Linked DNA regions of Hordeum vulgare: all the other regions are linked to region 1. The links are chromatin contacts, called in public Hi-C maps. All regions are on one chromosome and are shown on one strand. Each heading gives the region's core, a stretch centred on a gene start, on an enhancer-like site or on the middle of the called end of the contact. The rest is flanking DNA. Distances are from core to core; before and after follow the strand shown.

Region 1 (3,128 bases), core at 450-2,949:
GACGGTGGTTGTGGCGTCGCGTCCGAAACGACGTTCACGTAGTCGTGCGCGAATGACTCCTTTGACGGTGCGGCGAACTAGTTGGTAGACTCATCGTCGCAAAGAGAGTCCGCATGAAGACAATGGAAAGAGAAGGAAAAATGTAGTGCCCGCGTCATGACAACGTCAGTGCAGTAGGTCGAGAGAGAGGAAGTCAAGATAACCGACGTCGAAAACGACTTCAGTGTAAAAGGATACGGCCAAGAAGGAATGCCGCAGACGTCGAAAGGGAGGAATAGAAGGACCGTGGAAAAAAGAAGAAAAAATATAGTATGCATGAAATTATGACGTCAATGCAGTAGGATCGTCGCGAATGTCGTGTGAAACTGCATGATAAAGCTGTCGATTGTAAGTAATGAATTTGATAAAATTCTTGCAAAATAGCTTTAAACATAAACACAAAATTAAGCATTCATGATCGAGGAAACTATAAACCGATCAAAAAAATGAAAACTTAACATCGATGCGCATCGTTTTTGTGTAGAGTTTTTTTCATTAAAATATCATTGTGTAGATTAGAAAGGGGAAATGAGATTAGAAGTAGTTTAGTGAATGTAGAATATGCAGACAAGGGAATACCCATGTGCACTCACTATAGGTCAGCTTAGCTCATAAGAAACTATCAATTTGAACATGCTAGCGAGCCTAACACAGATGTGCTTTTAAGTTTCGTGCGATGCATACCCTAAGTGAACGCAATAAAACAAACCGGTTAGTTTTTTCTTGCGCGGTTTTGCTTAGGCCTAATGCAGGCAAGCAAACACGTCCAAGTGGCTTATGATGTTGGACACGATATATGTCTCTCCTAGCCATTCTTCTAAGAGAGAGAAATTTGGGTTGACCATTTTCGATTGATCCCTGTTACTGCTAGCGTCTAGTCCATCTGAACGACCGTCAGAACGGAGAACTGGTGTGCGATTCGAGCTTTGTTCCCTTCGCAATGGATCCAGACGAGCTCTGATGCACGCGAACACAAACCATCCTTCAAAAAGAAACGAACGCGAGCCACGGCATGAAAGGACCCGAGGCAAAAGATGGTCGAATCAACAACGACACATTTCAACAAGAATTCTATACGCATTCCAGGGGAAGAAATCCGGACCACTCATTGTTTTATTATTTTTGATATACCTGACCACTCATGCTAAGTGGGAAGAAATCCGGAAATCCGCAGGCGGCGTCATGGCTTAGCTGAAGCGAGCCCTCAGTTGGGCCCGTCTATTTCTGCTGATTTCTTCGGGCTGTTTTTTCATGTTTTTTTCTGTTTCTAAACTGTTTTTTTCTTAAAAACTGTTCGCCAAATATATTAAAACATTCACCATATATTTAAAAAGTGTTCATTTTGTATTTGATAAATGGTCACATATGTTAGATAAGTGTACATGTATACCAAAAGAAGTTTGAAATATTAAAAAAATATTGAAATTATAAAACCAGTCGAAATTATCTTGTATTTAAAAAACTAATTTTAATATGAAAACAATAGAAAGGTTAAAACAATTGCTACACTATTACTAGCTTTTTTTAGACAATACCGTGACTACTCGTTGTTGGGCTTCCGCAAAATAAAACTACTCGTTGTTGGGGCAGCCCACTTGGTGATTCCCTATGCGAAAGATCTTCTATTGGACGCGAATGGTGGTCAAGTAGGAGCACTCACTAAAGGCAGCTCTTATGTGTCGCGTTCTGCGACACACTGTCAAGCAAACGCATAGGGCAGTGTGACCTGGGCTGGCCCAGTAGTAAGTGTACTGTAGTGAAGGATTGAAAATACAAAAAAGAAAAGGAAAGCATTCAAGCATACTTGGGATCAAACCCCTAAGTTCCATCGGTTGTGCGCGCAACAATAGCCAACACACCAGATATTTTTTTATGGTTTCCAGGTAGCGCAGTGCTTTAAGAATTATCTACTTGTATGGACATCTGTAGCTACAGTCGTCATAGTCCGACACACACACACCAGATATTTTAAATGAGTAAATGATGATGTAGCTTCTGCATGTTGTAAACAAAAAGAACCTATTCCAAAACTAGACTTCATTTAAAATCACAAAAACTTTAGAAAATGTAAATCTTTTTCAGCAACTGAATATTTTTCTGAAAAAAATGATATTTTCTAAAATATGCGAACCTTTTTTTAAAAACGTTGAGCATTTTTAGATTTATGGGAACATTTATTCGAACTTTTGTATATTTTCTGAAAATAGGAAACAGTATTTTGAAAGCGCGAACATTTTTCAGAAAGACGAACATTTTTCAAATTACAAACATTATGTTAAAAATGTGAACATTTTTTGAAATATAATAACATTTCTAGAAAATAAGCAAAGAAATTTATGAACATTTTTTTAACTGTGAACAAATTTTGAAACTGCAATTTTTTTGAATTTTGAATAAATTTTGAAACATGAACAAATTTCAAATTCGAGAACAAAATTATCAAATTGGGAATATTTTACTAATTAACAACAAATTTTGAAACCGCAATTTGTTTTTGAATTTTGAACAAATTTTGAAGCACGAACAAATTCCAAATTCATGAACAGAATTATAAAACAATGAACATTTTTTTAATTTTGAACAAGTTTCGAAACTGTAAACATTCTTTGAATTGTGAAGTAATTTTGTAACATGATTAAATTTCAAATTTTGAATGAAATTAGCAAAGTGTGATTTTTTTGAATTATGAACAATTTTTTAAGCCCATACATTTTTTGAATTGTGAACAAATATTGAAACTTAAACAAATTTCAAATTTGTGAACAAAATTTAAATTGTGAACACTTTTTGAATTGTGAATAGCCTTTGAAAGCGTAAACATTCTTAAATTACGAACAAATTTTGAAACCGTAAACATTTTTTGAGTTGTGAACAATTTTTTTTTCTAAAAATGAACTAATTTTGAAACTATGATTTTTTTAAAGTAAACTTGACAAAAATAGAAGATATGAAAAAAATAGAAAAACAAATACAAAACAGGAGAGAAAAGAACAAAGAAAAATAAAGAGAAAAATAAACAAAGAAAAATGGTTCAAGGAAACTTCTAGAAGTTTCTCAAAATAAAAAAGGCAGGAAAAAGGTTCTCACAA
Region 2 (3,128 bases), core at 411-2,910, 330 kb after region 1:
TCCTTTTCAAAATTTTGCTATCAAGATTCAAAAAATGTTGATGCTTTAAAAAACTACTCGCGTTTCCAATTTGTTCATATTTTTTAAAAATAAATCTTGGTTTAAAATTTGTTCTCACAATTCAGAAAAAAAATCGTGCTTTAAAATTTTATTCGCTCTTTCAAATTTGTTCCTGGTTTTTTAAAGTTGTTCTCCTTTTGAAAATTTTGTTCTAAAGGTTCAGAAAATCTGTGTGCTTTAAAAAAATCACGCTTTCAAATTTATTCACGTTTTTTAAAATAGTTCTTTAAATTCGGAAAACATTTTTGATGCAAATAAAAAATAAAAGGAAAAAGGAAAGAAAAAAGAACCAAAAAGATAAAAATAAAAGGGTAACTGAAAAAATTAACTGGGCCGGCCGCAATGAGCGGCAGGTAGAAGCTCCCAGTTGTGGAAGTCCTATTTGTGACGTGTTGCGGCAAATTGCCGAGCTTCCGCATGGAGGTTTGCGAGCGAGGGATGATCTGGGTCGGTCAGCCGATCGTTTCTGCCATCCGTGTTTTGCGAACCTTCCACGATATTTCTGAATTAGTTTTTTATTTGTTTTGGGAACTTTCTAGGAGGTTCCTGAACCAGATTTTTTGCTGTTTTTATTTCTTTTTTTCTTGTTTCTTTTTAATTTTCGCTCTTTTTACTGTTTCTTTTTTCACTCCTTTTTCGTTTTATAAAAAATAATCAGAAGTTGGAAGATGTTCCTGTTATTATCTTTTCTTAACAAATACAAAAACCAATTCTCCATTTTTTACAAAAACACTTGCATATTTAGAAAAATTGTTCTTCTTTAAAATATTATTCATAAGTTCAAAAATGAAAGTTTGCATTTCCTAATTTTATGGACTTTGAAAGAAATGTTCCAATTTCAAAATTCATTCGCAAATTTAAGAAAAATGGTCGTGTTTTCCAATTTTGTTGGGTAGTTTCAAAAAATATTTCCATTGCAAAATTCATTTGCAGTTTTCAGAAATGTGTGTTTTTCTAATGTTGTTTAGAAGTTTCAAAAAATATTCATGATTGCATAAAAACTGGTCATGTTTTTCAAAAACTGTTCGCTTATTTTTAAAAACAAATTAAAATTTTATTCCGAGATTTTTAAAAAATCTTGTTTCAAAAATTGTTCACGGATTCTAAAAATATTGTCGTTTCCAAATTTATGTTCAGAGTTTCTAAGAATATTCACTTAAAAAATTCACATATTCAAAAATGTTCGTGATTTTCAAAAAAGTGTTCAGTTTATTAAATAATTATTCGCATATTCAAAAACGTTTGAGCCTTTTTTATTCTCAAATTTGAAAAGTGTTTGCTTTTAGAAAAACACTTCTTTCAAAATAATGTCCGTATTTGAAATTTGACAAACTACTCAGATTTACATTACCTTTAACTTCACGTGCCATAATAAACCAAGAAAGCTTATCTATTCCATTGTCTAGGCTCGTGTGTTCAATCCCTCCTTCAAGCATTCTTTTTTGGAATTTTTGAGTGTGTTATGCTAATGGGTCGGCCCGTCTGAAGTCGTGCATGTGTGTCTCTCGGCAATTCGTGTCAATGTGTGGTGCAAAGGAGTTTCCATAAGTTGCTCTTCAAGCACAGGATGAGCTAGCTGGCCCATTAGTATAGGGCTCACTTGTTATCTATTTTGTTGTAGGGATGGCACCTGCCCGATTTGGATACGGATCGACCCATCCCGTACTCTTATCCATAGTCTCAAATCTTACCCATCACTCGTACTCATATCTGTCGGCGGTTACAATTTTTTCCTTACCTATCACCTGTCAGGGTAAATGGTACCCACTGATAAAATTACCCAGATTTATAACACATCAATTTGAGTGTTACCTGGTCATAACCAACACCTCATAATAATAACATATAAACAACAACACTTCATGACAGCTACACATACTCATAAACAGCAACACATTTTGGGTGTGGGCCAGCTGCCAAAATTATATACATATCATATGTTTAATATGTGAATAAATAATATTTAAGACCTAATTTTTAGATTATATGTGGGTACACGGGTACGCGTGTATAGCTTATACTAAATCATACCCCATACCCACTATATGATGGGTTTTAAAAATCATTTATATATTCATGGGTATTTTTTAATCCATACCCTTACCCTAATAAGGTTTTGCCCACCGGGTAAGTGGGTAATGGGTATCCATTGCCTTCCTGATTTGGTTTGCATCTTTTTCCTTATTTTCACCTTTTTGTGTCTTTTGCTTTTTTTTTTGGTTTCCTTTGTTTTTGTCCATTTTAATGTGTTTCTTTTTCCCTTTCAATATATGTTTTAATTTTCAATGTTTTTCCTTGGTTTCCTGCATTTCTCTGTTGGTTGCATCTTTTTTCATTGGTTTTCTTTGATTTTTCTATCTTTCTAATTACGTGTTTTTATTTATGGTTTTGATCGATTTTCTTTGGTTCTGAAACCTTTTATTTTGTATGTGTTGTTGTATCTTCTTTCCTTGGTTTTCTATGTACGTATGAAATATATTTTAATACATGTTAATATTTTTGTAACATAAAATTAACATATTTTCATAATAAAATTATGCCTATATATTTCCTGTATATCAGAATCTTGTTTTAATACGTGTTTAGTTTTTAATATATTATTAACATTTTCTAGGTACATGATATTTTCTTTTGAAAAAATTGAGTTTTGATATTTAATTTTTTAATACACATTCTACATTTAACATATACATTAGGAAAAAATTATACAAATTTCGCATTTTTTAATAGATTATTTACATTTAATACAAACATTTTGTTTTTAATGACTATTCTTTTGATACACATTGTAAAAAAAAATGTATATATCAGGAACATTTTTTGATAGAAGTGTAACATTTTAGAAATATATGATTAAGGTTTTCGGATACACAATCACTTTTTTATGGAACTAGAAACAATAAAGGATTTACCGTCACATTTAATAAACAGAAAAAAGCAAAAAAGTTTGGATTCAAACATAGGCCTCTGCGATCAAGAAGGGAAGCTCTAGCCACTATGGCTAATATGCATTAGGTAATAAAACTGAGCGGTGCAACTTGTACAAACTTGTCGTGGCCCACCCGACC
Region 3 (3,128 bases), core at 413-2,912, 290 kb before region 1:
TCCAGAACATTTTTTTTAAAGCAGAAACATTTTCCGAATTTGAAGAACATTTTTTGAAAACCCGGTACAGTTTTTTAAAATTGAGAACTTTTTTCTAAAAAAAACATTTTTATTATTTAAAGAACAATTTTTGAAAATCGCAAACATTTTTTTAAATACAGAATTTTCGAAACATCTAAAATAATAGAGAAGAATGAAAACGAAAAGAAGAGAAACCGGTTCGGAGAACCATCTAGAAAATTCGCAAAACCAAAAAAAAAACTGTCTGAAAAAGTTTAGAAAGTTTCCAAAACCGGATCCCTGCGACCGGTAATGGGCCAGCTCAGATGACAACCTTCTCTCGTCATCCTGTGCGAAGCCCCGACATATTAACACAAGGAAAAAGTCCAATTTCAACCTTGAACTTGTATTGGTCGAACGAAATGAACCCCAAATTCAAAATCTCGATCGATTATATCCTGAACTATGCAATTCCGGTCTAAATCGAACCCTGACACTGTGTCAAGCGGGGTTCGTCTGGTGGGCCGGCCCGTTTAATTTTTTTCGTTTTTTTCAAAGGGCACACATCCTTTCCCTGCTGAACCGGCTCACTTCAGTTTTATTACGTTAAAAAAATGCATTGTTGGCACAGGTCTTGTATGCAGTGACTTGGTCGAGTACTTTTCAGCTGCACGGGACTGCATGTAAGTAAACTTGGTTCCACCGAAACACACGACATACGAGCAAAGCTAATTAATTCAGATAAGCTGATGCGTGCAAATACAACGAGCAACTGGATCGATTTTAGCCTTGATAGCTTGTGCACGCGCTGCACAATACGCCGCATTTGATCCGTACTATATAAAGTATTATTTTTTCATTTTTATTTGAGGTGCTTCCTACGTATAAAATAACCAGCGGACTTCACATGTTTTCGAAAATCCGTGAATTTTAATTTCGAAATAATTTGGCAACACGCAATAAAACATTAATAATATAAGAGAAAATAAACAGTAACAAGAAAAAAAAGTACGTTGCATTTGAGAAATGTATACAATGTATTAAAAAAATTAAGTACATGTAAGGCGTGAACTTTTTCAAATCGTTTTTTAAAGGCGTGAAGTTTTGTTCAATTCGCTTTCTCAAGGCAAGATTTTTTTCAATTCATTTTTTTAAGGCGTGATTTTTTTTAATTTGTTTCTTTTCTTATTTATTTTGTCCATTTTCTTATTTAAGGCGTGATTTTTTTCAATTATTTTTTTAATTCGTATGTACAATGGCGCGTGTACGTACTTACGGTTGCTTACGTCGGCCAGGTTTCAGGTTCAGGTCGCTGCGGGTTTTTCTTTTGCTGTTTTAAAAAAGAAAAAAATGAAAGTGGGCTGACCCAACGAGAAATAGTACAAATGCCATCAATCCCGGTTATCTTTTGGCAATCCTTATTTGCCAAACAACGTCATGGTTCAATTTAGACCGGGATTGCATAGTTCAGGGTGCAATCTACTGGGATTTCGACTTCAGGGTTCGTTTCGACGGGTCTCTACGAATTCAGGGTTTAAAATAAACTTTTTCCTTAACACAAACAGTCGGCAAATAGTGTTTTCCGCAAGCCTGGACCTCCTATATAGCGCGGTGGTTGCCAGGGGTCATGCGAAGGCACATCCTATGTACCGCATTTTGCTGCGAATAACGAACGGGATGCACATAAGGCGTGCGGCTGGGCTGGCCCACTGGGAGGTCCTTAACACATCATCAATAGCAGGAATCTTTTTCTGAATTGCTGAACACATCAGCAACAAAGGGAATGTTTTCTTAAATACATGAACAAATTTTGGAACCGCAAACATTTTTCAAAATTTTGAACAATATTTGAAAAAATGGAACATTTCATGAAACTCCTGAGAACAAAGTATATAACTACGAACATTTCAAGAATCCGTGCACAAATATTAAAAAATGGGACATTTCATCAAATTCCGAGAAAAATTGGAACCGCAAATATATACAAATTTTGTGACGAAATTTAGAAATTATGAACATTTATTGAATTGCAAATAAATTTTAAAACGAGACAAACTTTTTTGAAATTTGTGACTAAAATTTTAAATTGATATTTTTTTAAACTAGAATGTTCTTTGAAATATGTACACTTATTGAATTAGGAAACAAGATTTGGAAAATGAGAACATTTTTAAATGTCCTGAACATTTTTTGAAATACGAACACTTTTCGAAAGATGTGAACATTTTTCCAAATTCAAGGCTATGATTACTTTTTTTCTTTAAAAGAACAAAAAAAATGAAGTAAAATAAAAGGAAAATAAAAAGAAGTATATATAAAAAGGAAAATATAAATTGGAAAAAGAAAAAGAAACGAGACAAATTAAAAAGGAACAGAAAATAAAAAAAACTAATAAAAAATAAGCAGAAAAAAAGGGAGAAACCAAAAAAGGTTCCGGATCCTTGTAGAATTTTTTCCAAAACCAAAAAACAATGCGGAAAACCTCTAGAATGTTCGCAAAACCAGATTGCTGAAGGCCCAAATGGCCTGGGCCAAACTGATTTCTTGCTCGATGTCCTTGTGCGACAGGTAGTCAACTTGCAGTAGAATGCGGTAAATAGGGTTTCCTCATGCGAAGACGCACTCTCTCTTCCCCTGGCGCGTCAGTTTAGGCCGGATATATGGGAGTTGGATGTCCCTGCTTTTTTTCGTTTTTACTTTTCATTTTTTATTTTCTGTTTTTTCTATTATATGTCAAAATATATCAGAACTAAAAAAGGTTGTAAAATTACGAAATTTTGTGAATTGTCAAAAACTGTTCTTGAATTCAAAACAATCATGATTTCAAAATCATTAGCACCTTTTAAATTGTGAATAAAATTAATTTTTTTTATAAAAATGAATTAATGAGAATTTTGTAATAACGACGAACATTTTCTGTATTTGAGGAATCAATTTCGATTTCATTTACATTATTTGAACTTGATGAGCAAAATCTCTATTTAAGAACATTTTTTCTGTAAGAATTGATGAACAATTTTGGAATATATTGAACATTTATTGGAAACGATGATAAAATTTCAAACTTGATTAACATCTTTTTATTTCGGTGATTTTTTATTTATTTTGATGAACGTTTTTCATTTGGA

What was found. A called contact is a pair of places that touch in the nucleus more often than the background predicts.
Region 2: a contact with region 1 is called in a Hi-C map of seedling, with 3 times the contacts expected there. The contact joins two enhancer-like sites. A contact is called at or near these places in 2 of 6 Hi-C or Micro-C datasets (leaf and seedling).
Region 3: a Hi-C map of seedling shows a contact between it and region 1, with 5 times the contacts expected there. The contact joins two enhancer-like sites. A contact is called at or near these places in 2 of 6 Hi-C or Micro-C datasets (leaf and seedling).

Annotation. Positions count from the first base shown.
Region 1 is chr5H:446,088,317-446,091,444 of MorexV3_pseudomolecules_assembly, reverse strand. No RefSeq gene overlaps it. Among protein-coding and RNA genes, the nearest start is that of LOC123396848, 31 kb to the right of the region's middle. Within about 2 kb of position 1,699, at least 3 of the 3 cell types and tissues checked have open chromatin away from gene starts, as enhancers often do. A contact at or near this core is called in leaf and seedling, where this site is marked.
Region 2 is chr5H:445,759,708-445,762,835 of MorexV3_pseudomolecules_assembly, reverse strand. No RefSeq gene overlaps it. Among protein-coding and RNA genes, the nearest start is that of LOC123398327, 37 kb to the right of the region's middle. Within about 2 kb of position 1,660, at least 3 of the 3 cell types and tissues checked have open chromatin away from gene starts, as enhancers often do. A contact at or near this core is called in leaf and seedling, where this site is marked.
Region 3 is chr5H:446,382,090-446,385,217 of MorexV3_pseudomolecules_assembly, reverse strand. No RefSeq gene overlaps it. Among protein-coding and RNA genes, the nearest start is that of LOC123395470, 100 kb to the left of the region's middle. Within about 2 kb of position 1,662, at least 2 of the 3 cell types and tissues checked have open chromatin away from gene starts, as enhancers often do. A contact at or near this core is called in seedling, where this site is marked.